Regions from separate parts of the Mus musculus genome. Here region 2 is linked to region 1. A link is a contact called in public promoter capture Hi-C data. All regions are on one chromosome and are shown on one strand. Each heading gives the region's core, a stretch centred on a gene start, on an enhancer-like site or on the middle of the called end of the contact. The rest is flanking DNA. Distances are from core to core; before and after follow the strand shown.

Region 1 (5,448 bases), core at 2,786-5,285:
AACCAAACCCAGGCCTCGTGTAAGAGCCTCAAATGTCCTGGATGGCTGAGCCATCTCTCTTGCCTCAATAGATGTAGTCTTAGTTTTTCTTTTTGTGTAAATTTTTGGTCAATTTATAAAATGTTCTCAGGACTCCCCAGCCCGGCTCGTAGGCCTGATGAGTGAATAGAGTTAAACTGCAGACTGTCTGAGGAGATGACAGAAACTCCTTAGCCTGGGATACAATAGGAGTCTGAGGACGAAATGCCTGCCAGGATTGGTCAGGCAGGGTGAAGCCGTCCTGGGTAAAGCACAGAGCCCTGGTCATTGGTCAGGAAGGTCTCAGAATTGACCCAGAAGAATACGCATAATGAAGGCAGGCGTGGTGGCTCATGCGTTTAATCCCAGCACTCAGGAGGCAGAGGCAGGTGAATTTCTGAGCTCGAGGCCAGCCTGGTCTACAGAGTGAGTTCCAGGACAGCCAGGGCTACACAGAGAAACCCTGTCTCAAAAACAAAAAACAAAAAACAAAAAACAAAAACACCACCAACAACAAAAAAAAACTGCATAATGGCCTCAGAAGGAAGGCACCCGGAAAGTGTATCCTGGGCTTACCTGTGTGGTGTGTGTGCCCTGTGGCCAGAGGTCTCAGGGTTTGTTCCCAGCTTGTGTGGACTGACCAGCAGGCTGGGGAGCCAGGCTCCAACTCTTACTTCTGCCTTTTGCCCTGTACACTGGTGCCTCCTCTTTTCTCTCCTGCCTTCTGCCATGCCCTAGAAACACTGTCCTCTGTTGGTGTCACTTGGAGTACCCTGCCTCGTGCTCAAGGACTTGTTAACTAGAAAGGAGAGAGGACGACCCCCAAAGCCCTCAGCAGCTATTTTTCTGGGTAACTGGCTTTCCCATGATGTCTGGATTTGTTCTGCAGACTTCCTCCTGTGTTGTGCTGGCCTGTTCTGTTCTGCTCAGCCCTGCGCGTGCGTGTGTGAGTGTGTGGGTGGCTCAGTCCCATCTTCTGTAAGCGCGGCCCTCGGCGCTCACTCCCTTGGTTTTGCTTTCTATGATAGTGTAATGGTTTGTAATTCCATGCTACTGTTTTTATGGCTTTTGTGGTTCAGCTTGTGTGCAGGTGTGCCTTTAGCTCTTAGGTGATTACTGTGCAGTGTAAATAGAACATCTTGTCCTAACTTTGGAAATTTTTACTAATGGAATCTTCTATATCCATAGGGTGTGGAGTTCTTTGATGAAAAACTCAATTCTTTGTGTATGGCCTGGCTTGTGGATCATGGTGAGTAGACAAGTTAAACACAGAGACTGTGGCGAGTCCAGGCTTCTGCATGTTTGTGGTGTTCACACATACTGTTTACAGAGGAACCCTGTGGGATACTCCTTTGCCTTGACAATGTAAGGCGGAAGAAAGGATGGTGAGGTTCCACTGGCTTCCCCTTATTACATAAACATTTCACGTACTTAATTTGGACAGGGTCTCATTGTGCAGCTCTGCCTGTCTCCTGAGTGCTGGGACTAAAGCAGGTGCAAGCTGACTACAGGCTGACATTTGTACTTGCGTTATTTTCTGTTTTAAGTGTGTTTTCTGTGCTGAGTAAGTCTGTCCTCTTCTACTTCCTGCTGCCTTTGAGCTTCAGATTCTTAGCTGGACATTTCCTCCAGCGCCAGGGTTTGCAGCCGACCTGCTGCCATTGGCGTCTTCAGTATCTGAAGAGCAGGCTGAGACTGGACAGACCTGGCTGGAAAGAATTGGCTCCGTGGGCTTTCTGAGATGAGGTGCAAAGGTCCAGTAGTAGTGGGGATGTGTGCTGCACCCTGGGACAGAGCCAGAGCTTCGGGGTTATGAAAGGAAAGCTTATTGTTTCTTCTTTGCCTGCTGCTGCTGTGCTGGCGGATGTAAGCTCAGGCCAGTTGAGATTGGACAGGAATGAGCAGGTGCCTTCCTGGTGATGCCTCAGGGCAGTGTGTGCACATGTCTATCTCCCTGGCAGCTGATGACAGAGGGGCCCTCTGTGCCAGGTCCTAGCCTTAGCAGCTTCAGTATCAGGGAGGGCCTTCAATTTTCATGTGCTATGTCCCGTGGGCTCTGGGTCCGTGTTTTGGTGGGTGTGATAAGCAGCCTGTTGTGGTCCCAGTGTGCTGTGTAGACTCTATAGATTGCTTGCATTTATCTTTGGGTACTTGTGACTAGGTAGTAGGAAAAGAATAAGAATATCTGTGTCTGCTTACACTTGTAGGTGGTTTTGTTAAAAGCGCATTTGCATCATATGTCTAAGAGTGTAAAGGGAGGTTATGAAGCTGTGTATGTCAGTGTGTTAGGGCATGTATGGATACATCTGTACTTTAAATAACAGTGTAGACTTCTTTATTCCTTTTTTCTCGAGTTAAGTTTTTAATTATCATTTATTTAAAAAAAAACTTGGTAAATCATAGGAAAGCATCTGTAAGTATGTATAAGTAGCATGCCTGTATGTGCAAGGAGCGTGCCTGTATGTGCAAGGAGCGTGCCTGTATGTGCAAGGAGCGTGCCTGTATGTGTAAGGAGCGTGCCTGTATGTGTAAGTAGCGTGCCTGTATGTGTAAGTAGCGTGCCTGTATGTGTAAGTAGCGTGCCTGTATGTGTAAGGAGTGTGCCTGTATGTGTAAGGAGCGTGCCTGTATGTGTAAGTAGCGTGCCTGTATGTGTAAGTAGCGTGCCTGTATGTGTAAGTAGCGTGCCTGTATGTGTAAGGAGTGTGCCTGTATGTGTAAGGGGCGTGTCTGTATGTGCAAGGTAAGGAGCGTGCCTGTATGTGTAAGGAGCGTGTCTGTATGTGTAAGGAGTGTGTCTGTGTAAGTAGTGTATCTGTATGTGAGTTTGTGCTTGTGCTCGGGTGTACTCTTGGAGGCCAAAGAGGGCATCGGATCCTGCTTGGGAGCTGGAATTGTTGTTGTGAGCCCTCTGGCTTAGGTACTGAGGGCTGAAATCCAGTCTTCTGTAAGAGCAGTATATATTTTCTTAACCACTAAGGCATCTCCCCATCCAAGAGACTTTTTTATTTAACCAAGTTTACTTTGGGTGTAAGTAGCCCTGTCAGTGGTGTTCCCAGAGACCTTTCTGTTACTTCCTTTGAAAGCAATTAAGGATTAAGACTGGCCTTTTTCTGTCCTTCAAATTAGGAAGGCCTGTTAAGGTTCCAGTCTTCCACAAGTTGAGAAATGACAGCTGTTCTGTGTAGGTGGTGGCTCTATGTGACTTAAGCATCCCGCCTCCTGAGTTCCTTCCAGCTTGGGAGTTAGCAGGTTGGAGTTCATGGACTGCAGGATCCCTGATGCATTGGGTGGCTGGCAGCTGAGAGCGGGCCTTTGCCATGGGCTTCCTCCCAGCTTTTGTAGTTTCGGTTAGATTTTTATAATTTGAAGAAGAGTGATGTTTTGCACCGTAGGTGGTATACAGTGAGTGGTGAGCAGGTTTCTTGGGAACTATCCCTTTATCCCTCCCTGGCATGAAGCTTCTCTGCTGTAAGACTTGAGGAGTCTGGAGAAGCTGGGGGGAGGGTATGAAGGTTGGGTTTCTGTCCGTGGGCAGTGTGACAAGAAGGCAGGGGGGCCAAGCAGTGGTGGCGCATGCCTTTAATCCTAGCACTTGGGAGGCAGAGACAGGTGGATTTCTGAGTTCCAGGCTAGCCTGGTCTACAGAGTGAGTTCCAGGACAGCCAGGGCTACACAGAGAAACCTTGTCTTGAAAAACAAAACAAACAAACAAACAAAAAAGAAGGCAGGGCTCAGTGAGGGAAAGTTAAGTGGTGGGTACCTCATAAATTTATCTTTTATAGGATAAAGATACGTATCCAGTCAAAGTTAGTGAGAACTGATAGAATTAGATATGTAAAGAAACCTTTCAGATCAGCCTAACCTTGAAGGGAAAGACAGACACAGACAAAACAAGGAGTGAGAACTTGGGAAAGGCTTGCATTCCTCTGAAAACAGAATTGAGAGGTGCTAGAGACACAGTAGGCCTCTGGCCAAGTAGAGTTGAGTGCAGTTGAGGTCTTGGTCAAAGCTCAGTCTCTGGGTACTGTGGCACTGGAACCCTGCCACATGGCCTTGTAGTAAGACTGATCATTCAAAACCAGTAGCTAGGAGCAAAACACAGGTGCTGCCCTTAGCTCCCCTTTACGTCCGTGTGTGTGTGTGTGTGTGTGTGTGTGTGTGCATACATGCGAGTATTCTGTCTTCTTATATGTCTACAGGACAGAAGAGGGCATCAGATTCCATTATAGATGGTTGTAAGCAACTGTGTGGTTACTAGGAATTGAACCCAGGACCTGTAGAAGAGCAGCCAGTGCTCTTAACCATTGAGCCGTCTCTCCAGCTTCATTAGCTCTACTTTAAAGGAAGAATGGAGGAGAGGTCTGGAGCACAAATTATGTACGAGATGAAAAAGAGCTCGTGTGTGTGTGTGTGTGTGTGTGTGTGTGTGTGTGTGTGTGTGTAAGGCACTTCTGGGCATCTTGGTGTGTGTTTCTCTGCTGACTGAAGTCTGAGCATGGGCTGTGCGAGTAGAGCTCCTTGTCTCCTGTCTCTGTGTTTTCCGTTCTTAGTCTTTAGAGCAGGATTTGAGTTGGGGAAAGTTGGCTCTCATCTCTCTGGAAGCTTGCAGGATTGCCAAGGATTGGGGCCTTGGCTTGGGGGGTTTGTGCTTGCCAGGTGAGAGGAGGAGGAGGAACCAGTAACCCGATCGTTCACCTTGATTTGTTATCTAAGTCCAAGGTTTGAGTCTTACTGAGTCTGAAGTGAAGGCACCAGACCTTTCTGTGTTCAGGCCTGCACAGAATGACTAATTTTGGGGGTATAATAACCCAGACTTCATTGTTTAGTTTTATGATGTCGTTGATAAATTATTTTGAATGGGATTATTATGTGTTGGTGCAGGCACATGTATCAGCTTGTCTTAATTAACACAAGCATTTTCAGTGGGGAACAACTGTGATTTGCAGCTGTGTAGGTGACAATGGTGACCTGTGTAGGATTTCTTCAATATTTTTCTCAGCTGCTTTCTGATGCCACTTGAATAATCTTGCTAAAATCTCTTTAGATGCTTTTGAAACCTGTTTGTGTTAGAAATGCTCTGTGGTCAGGGCTGTCCCTCAAGTCTCATGGGTTTGGCTCATTCCCTTGGCCCTCACGCTCCTCGCTGCAGCTGCACCCAGAGCTCCTCCCAGTTGCCAAAGGCCATGCACCTCTCTCCTCCTAGAGTCCCTTCTTTCCACTCAGCCTTCTCTGTTCAGTGCTGTATGTGACGATTGGTCCTCTGCCATGTGACTCTCTGAGAGCCTAGTTTTCATTCCCTGATAAGAGTATTTGGTCTTTGAGGGAAGGCATCTGCTGTCTCCTTCTGTAGCACATACTACTAGCAGGCAGCTGGGTTTACTAATTGATGATGCATAGACCAAGTCCCTCCCATCCTTTTCCTTGGTT
Region 2 (5,852 bases), core at 178-2,677, 180 kb after region 1:
ACCAGGGTCCTGAGAATGTCCCTGTTCTATTGAAGTGGATGAAGTGACCTCAGGAAGTCACCTTGCTCTGTTTCTCACCTACCTACACCAACAGGCTTTGTGAGTCAGGTAGGAGACACCCCAGGAAACTGTTCTATTCTGGTCTTCCTACACCTACCATTCACTGTCTTAGTTCTAGGACTCCTTCGGAAATGTGGGGCCAGAAAACAGTAGGAAAAAATTAGACTAAACCTAACCTAACCAAACCAAACCAAACCTTAACCAATTGAACAATAAAACAAAACTCATCTCTAAACAAAATTAGTCACATTCTACCATAAGTATAGACAATAAACAAGAGTAGGATTAATAATGTCATTGACTCTACCACCAACAGAAATCACATTCCTATACCATATCAGTTATTAGAGTTGCTTTGAAATATTTCATGCTTACCGCTACTTCAATATTATAATTATACCCACCACTAAAAATCACTAATAAAGAAACACAATTCGTTTTGGGAAATATTTTTGCTAAATTCTGTAATAGTATAACTGCTTCCTTCTTCTATCAATGCATTTTGTTTGTAACACTTAAAAGTATTGTTTAAGGATATGGGGATATAGCCAACCAAATGCAACTTGTCTGGCATGTGTGAAGCCCTGAGTTCCTAGGACCACTTAAAAATGAATATGGAAGAAAGAAAAGCAGGAAAGAAGGACAAACGGACACATGAGAGACAGACAGAGACAGATAGAGAAAGAATGTTCCCTTGTCCTGGCAAAGGGGCAAATGCATTTAAAAGTAGCAATCAAGAACCAATTGTAGATAAGTCATCGGAAAAATGTATCTGTAATTGTTTAACTCAATTCTATTTTAAATTCAAGAGAATTACCAACAAAAATGATTATAGTAATGGCCAATTCTTTTGAGTGTTTATATAAGATCTATCTATCTATCTATCTATCTATCTATCTATCTATCTATCTATCTATACACACACACACACTGCTCATACTCATAATAAACGTTTGAGGGGATTATTAAATGAAATAGGTTCTGCATTGGAATTTTACAAATGTATCTCAATGTTCATCAAAGTGAGTTCAACTCCAGGTGGACTCTGATTTTTCTGCTGTAAATGTGAGAATGCTCTCCTCCTTTAGTGTCTGCCTTGATGACAGGGAACAACAGTGTGAACAGAGAACAGTTGCATGCACTTAAAATACACCAGCACGCCATCCAGACTACATACAGAGGCTGCCTATGCTACCTAGTTTAGCTTCTTTGCAACAATACACTTTTGAAATAATTTAAAAGAAAAGTCAGTTTAAAAGAATTTGGCTGATTCATTCTGAATAAAGTGGCTTTGTGTCAGATGCTTCCCAGAATCCCTTGGAACACACAGTTTTCATGTGGCCCATTAGTCATTCCTTACTCAACAAACATTTTTGGAACGAGGACCTACATTTAGGAGAACACTTTACTGGGTGATCTGTGGGTGCACAGGAAGTGAATAACAGTGTTTTACCTTCCACTTTGCTTAAAAATCTTCCACACACACAGAGGAGAAAGCACGTAGGACTGCTAGCGTAATCACAACTCAGCACAGATGCTCAGAGAAGCATGCTGCTTGTTTGGCATGCAGACCTCGTGTCCTGCCAGAATTTACTCTCAGTTCTATAGTGGTCCTTCTCTTGGAGTTGTCATGGCCTTTAATGATGCCAGCCAGGCAACATCCTAGTGCAGAGGGAGCAAAGGTTTGCATGATGAGAGTTCTACTTGCCTTCTACAGATCCAAACCCAACATACAGCTGAAGTGACCACAAGTAGGAGGAAAAGGGGAATACTGGGAATTAGGATGTAGGCAAGATTCAAAGCAGCCTCTGAAAAAGAAAAATATCATGTATTAGCCCAGTGATCTCTCTCTCTCTCTCTCTCTCTCTCTCTCTCTCTCTCTCTCTCTCTCTCTTTCTCTCTCTCTCTCTCTCTCTCTGTGTGTGTGTGTGTGTGTGTGTGTGTGCATGTATGTTTTCAAATCAGGCTTTAAAAAGCACAATCATTAGAATATTCTAAACAGCACATTCTAGGAGATAGATGCAGTTGTCTAGTTAGCAGAGTCCCTAGTTTCAACAAATGAGCATTTTCTATCTAACCAATTAATCTAGGTGGCAATGTAAGCAAGTTTAAAGTTTAGAGTCTTGTATATATTGTAAAATCATCTTTGATAATTTCTTTTTCAAAGATCCTCCTTTTCCATGTACTTCTTAGTGAAACAGGGCTTGGTGGGGGCAGTGTAGATGTCTTTGCTTCCACAGAAATTCCCAGGCTTGGAGAGGCAAGAGGCATGAAAAAGATCAAGCCAAAAGTCCCAGGATCATTTGCAGGGAAGAGAAAGATCACATAGAGGAGACTATCAGACCTTCCCAGCACATCTGACTAAGGCCAAGTGGCATCGGCTAAATCCCTAAGTGCTGGGAAGAACATTTAAGGGGTCTTCTTTTTCCCCACTTAACTCTGTAATCTCTGAACCAGAACTGGATGTTGTTCCCTTCAGAGGCTGTGAGAGAAATCAAGGATTAGAGACTAACCCTTCTTTTTCCACTGATCCAAGGTTCCTGACCATCCAGAGAAACTTGACAACAATCAAACAAAACAAAACAAAACAAAACAAGCAAAAACAACAGACACACTCGGAAAATGGAGGATTCACTTAAAATGCCCGTCTTAAGTTATAGAAATGCCACTTATTTTGGACAGCTCTTTATTCTCTTTTAAAGATATTTTTACATATTTATATCTATTGGATAATAAAGAGTTTGGTTATCCTTCATCTCCGATCATTGGTAGAAAGGTTCTGAATTTTTTAAGATGTAAGATTGAATATAAGATTCATGTAAGAGTGAATTTTTATTCACAAACCTCTTAAACAGCACAGAATTTATGGTAAGGAGATTTCTTAGACTGGGTGCTTTTACACCAAGAAGACCCATCAGTTGATCATAGAGTGAGGCTTTGAGCTGGGTGGTACCAGGACTCTCCCTATACCACCTGACAGTGATCATCTCCTTCTTGCTTAGGTGATGAAACCTAATGAAACCTCCGAACACCACAGCCTAATGGAACTCCCTGGGTGGGTAGCACGGTGTGCTAGGAGAAGTTTATTATTTACCTTTGTAAAGCTGAGAGCACAATACTCAAAGGAACAACTTAAAAGAAGAGAGATGGACTTCAGCTCACTGTTTCAGGATGGGCTCCATGAGGTGGGCAACAACATCATGGAGGTAAGTGATTGTAGAGGAGGTGGCTGTGCACATCATGGTGAACAGGAAGCCGGGAAAAAGGAACATGCTAGGCACTGTGCATAAGCCTCAAAGGCATGCTCCCGTGGCCCACTTCCCCCAGCAAGGCTCCACCCCCTAAAATTTCCAGAATCTTCCATATAGCACTGCTACCTAGAGACCAAACATTCAATACCGAAGCATTCAGAAGATATTTTATAGTCAAATCATAACAAGGAGGTTGATAGTCCTGATTTCACTGGAAGATGATACATAAGGACTCATCTGAAACCCTTCCAGACTCTGCCCTGGCTGTGACTTTATTTGGTTGCTCTCAGCTTATATTCTAGATAGTAATGTGCATAGACACTGTATTTCTAAGTTCTGTGAGCTCTAGTGAATTACTGAACACAACAGGACTGGCAGGCACCACTCGATGTGTAGCCAGTTGAACATTAGTGCAGGTGGTCTCAGGACTTCCAGACTTGTGGTTTATGTCTGTCTGTTGTGAGAGTTGTGGAATGTGCCTTTTAAGTCATGTGCGTTCGTGTGTGTGTGTGTGTGTGTGTGTGTGTGTGTGTGTGTGTGTGTAGACTCTCAGTGTCAGAACTGAATCCCAGGAAAACATTACATTTCATTTTAAGGACATGATAATACTTTCCGCTAGATATGAAAAATACTAAGTGACTAAAGCATAGAGAAAAAAAATTAAGTTGCCCAGTGATGAAACCACAGATTTCCTTCTTAAAACTCAGGGTAAGAGTGAAATCGAAAGCTCATTAGCACTCCAACTTATCACCCCAACTATCTTTTACCTTTGATGATGCAGGCTTTTAGGTATTATCTTTCCCATCTCTTCAGTTGGTCCACTGATAAATATTGATCCCAGATGGTATGTATCATGGCTTGGGTTCTTTCACTCTTGTTTTTCTACATCCATTCTCCCAGCCTCTATCCTATCCACCTCCCATGGTCAGGAAAGTTCCTTAGTCTTTGCCTTTACAGAGACAGGGCAGACTTTGACCTCCTGTCTAGTCTTTTCCTCAATCGTCCTAGGATAGCCCCCATTGCACAACTGACCAATGAAACCTGTCATTTAATACAGTGTTTGCAATGTCACAGATGCTTTGTTTAATTTCATTTTTTAGGAGCTGTCTGAAGAGGAAAGTAGGAAATGTAGCCATAGGTCATTTGTAGTCAAAGGAGTTTGTTATCTACGTTTCCCAAGTACCTCTTCGTTCTTTAAATGTTTCTTTGGTGTCTTCTTTCTGTGTTTCTTCTGGAAGTAAGGGTGTTGCTGGCTCAGTTGCTTCACCTGAGAGAGATACACATGGACTTGAGAACTTGAAGAAAGGTGCTATAGTTCAGGCATGCTCTGAGGTCTTGCAACATGTAAAGTGGGATGCAAGAAAACATTAGTAATTTGACCAATGTCATTTATAAACAGCAAAGTACCAAGTGTTAGATTTGTTGCAATAGAGGTTTGTCTTCAGTGTGTGTGTGTGTGAGTGTTCTGTGTATGTGTGTGAAAGACTGTGTATCTGTGTGTTTTATGTGTGTACATAGGATAGAGGTTGATAGCAAATCTCTTCCACTACTGTTCCCCACCTTGCGTTTTGAGACAGAGACTCTCTGAACATAGAGCTTGAGATTCAGGTAGATTGACTGGGAAATAAACCCTGCCTCTGCCTCCCCAGCATTGAGTTCAAAGGGCGACATCACTGTGCCAAGCTTTCTGACATGGATTCTGTAGTTCTAACTCAGGTTTTCACATTTGCACAGTGAGCACTTCACCTACTGAGCCATCTCCCCAGACATGTCTTCATAGTTTTGGTGAGACCTTTGTTGCCAATGACCAGGCACCAAAGCAGCCAACAAGCAGCTGGAGCTGAGCAACATAAAGGACTAAATTACCTGGGGAAAGGTACGATGACTCACTGCTAGGATCATAAGTGATCAGGTAGACTCAGTTCTTATCTCACTGATTATATGGACAATCATGATAATGATGATGATAGGCATCAGTGAGGATGATGAAGATGATGGTGATACATCCAAAATGGAAATTTCAAACCATTACTTTTCAGTTTTGACTGATGTGGGTAACAGTGTGCGTGGAGAGTGAGAGCAATGAGCTAGCGATGTGACAGATATCTGTCCAACTTGCCCAGGAAAACACCAGTGGTGTTCCTGCTGAATAATGTGTTCTAAAGGCATGGTTCTAAATCTATAAAGAAGTCTGTGAAATGTCCCAAATTAACCCAAATTTCATATGATAGACTTACCTCCAGGCCAAATAGAGGGTGTTGTACTTGGTTTATCTGCAGCAAAAGAGAAAAAAACTCAATACTTACATTTTCCTCCACCTTAATGAAATCAGCTAGAGTGTAGCATCTAATTCCAATAAACTCTATTTATTGTCACCATGTTAATAATTGTTAACAGACACTGGAGGAAGGTTGCTTAAGTCAAAGAATTTGTTGCACATAAATATTAGCCTTCCATACAGAAAATGTGGTACATTTATACAATGGAGTACTACTCAGCTATTAAAAAGAATTTATGAAATTTCTAGGCAAATGGATGGAC

The links. Capture Hi-C pulls out chosen DNA fragments and counts their contacts.
Region 2: a promoter capture Hi-C map of adipose tissue shows a contact between it and region 1. The contact joins two enhancer-like sites. A contact is called at or near these places in 1 of 39 promoter capture datasets (neural stem cells), 1 of 484 Hi-C or Micro-C datasets (the N1E-115 cell line), 1 of 115 datasets of contacts at active chromatin or transcription factors (pancreatic cancer cells) and 3 of 9 other capture datasets (adipose tissue, liver and pancreatic islet).

The regions. Positions count from the first base shown.
Region 1 is chr9:50,872,441-50,877,888 of GRCm38.p6, forward strand. Ppp2r1b (protein phosphatase 2, regulatory subunit A, beta) reads left to right here. Exons shown (of 15, transcript NM_028614.3): 11 at 1,207-1,267. Among named protein-coding and RNA genes, the nearest start is that of Gm25558, 13 kb to the right of the region's middle. Within about 2 kb of position 4,036, at least 12 of the 459 cell types and tissues checked have an H3K27ac peak or open chromatin away from gene starts, as enhancers often do. A contact at or near this core is called in adipose tissue, where this site is marked.
Region 2 is chr9:51,057,689-51,063,540 of GRCm38.p6, forward strand. It overlaps Layn (layilin), which reads right to left. Exons shown (of 8, transcript NM_001033534.1): 5 at 5,549-5,584; 6 at 4,495-4,578; 7 at 1,769-1,868. Gm32681 (a long non-coding RNA gene) reads left to right here. Exons shown (of 3, transcript XR_870735.2): 2 at 3,063-3,266. Among named protein-coding and RNA genes, the nearest start is that of Gm32681, 14 kb to the left of the region's middle. Within about 2 kb of position 1,428, at least 54 of the 459 cell types and tissues checked have an H3K27ac peak or open chromatin away from gene starts, as enhancers often do. A contact at or near this core is called in adipose tissue, where this site is marked.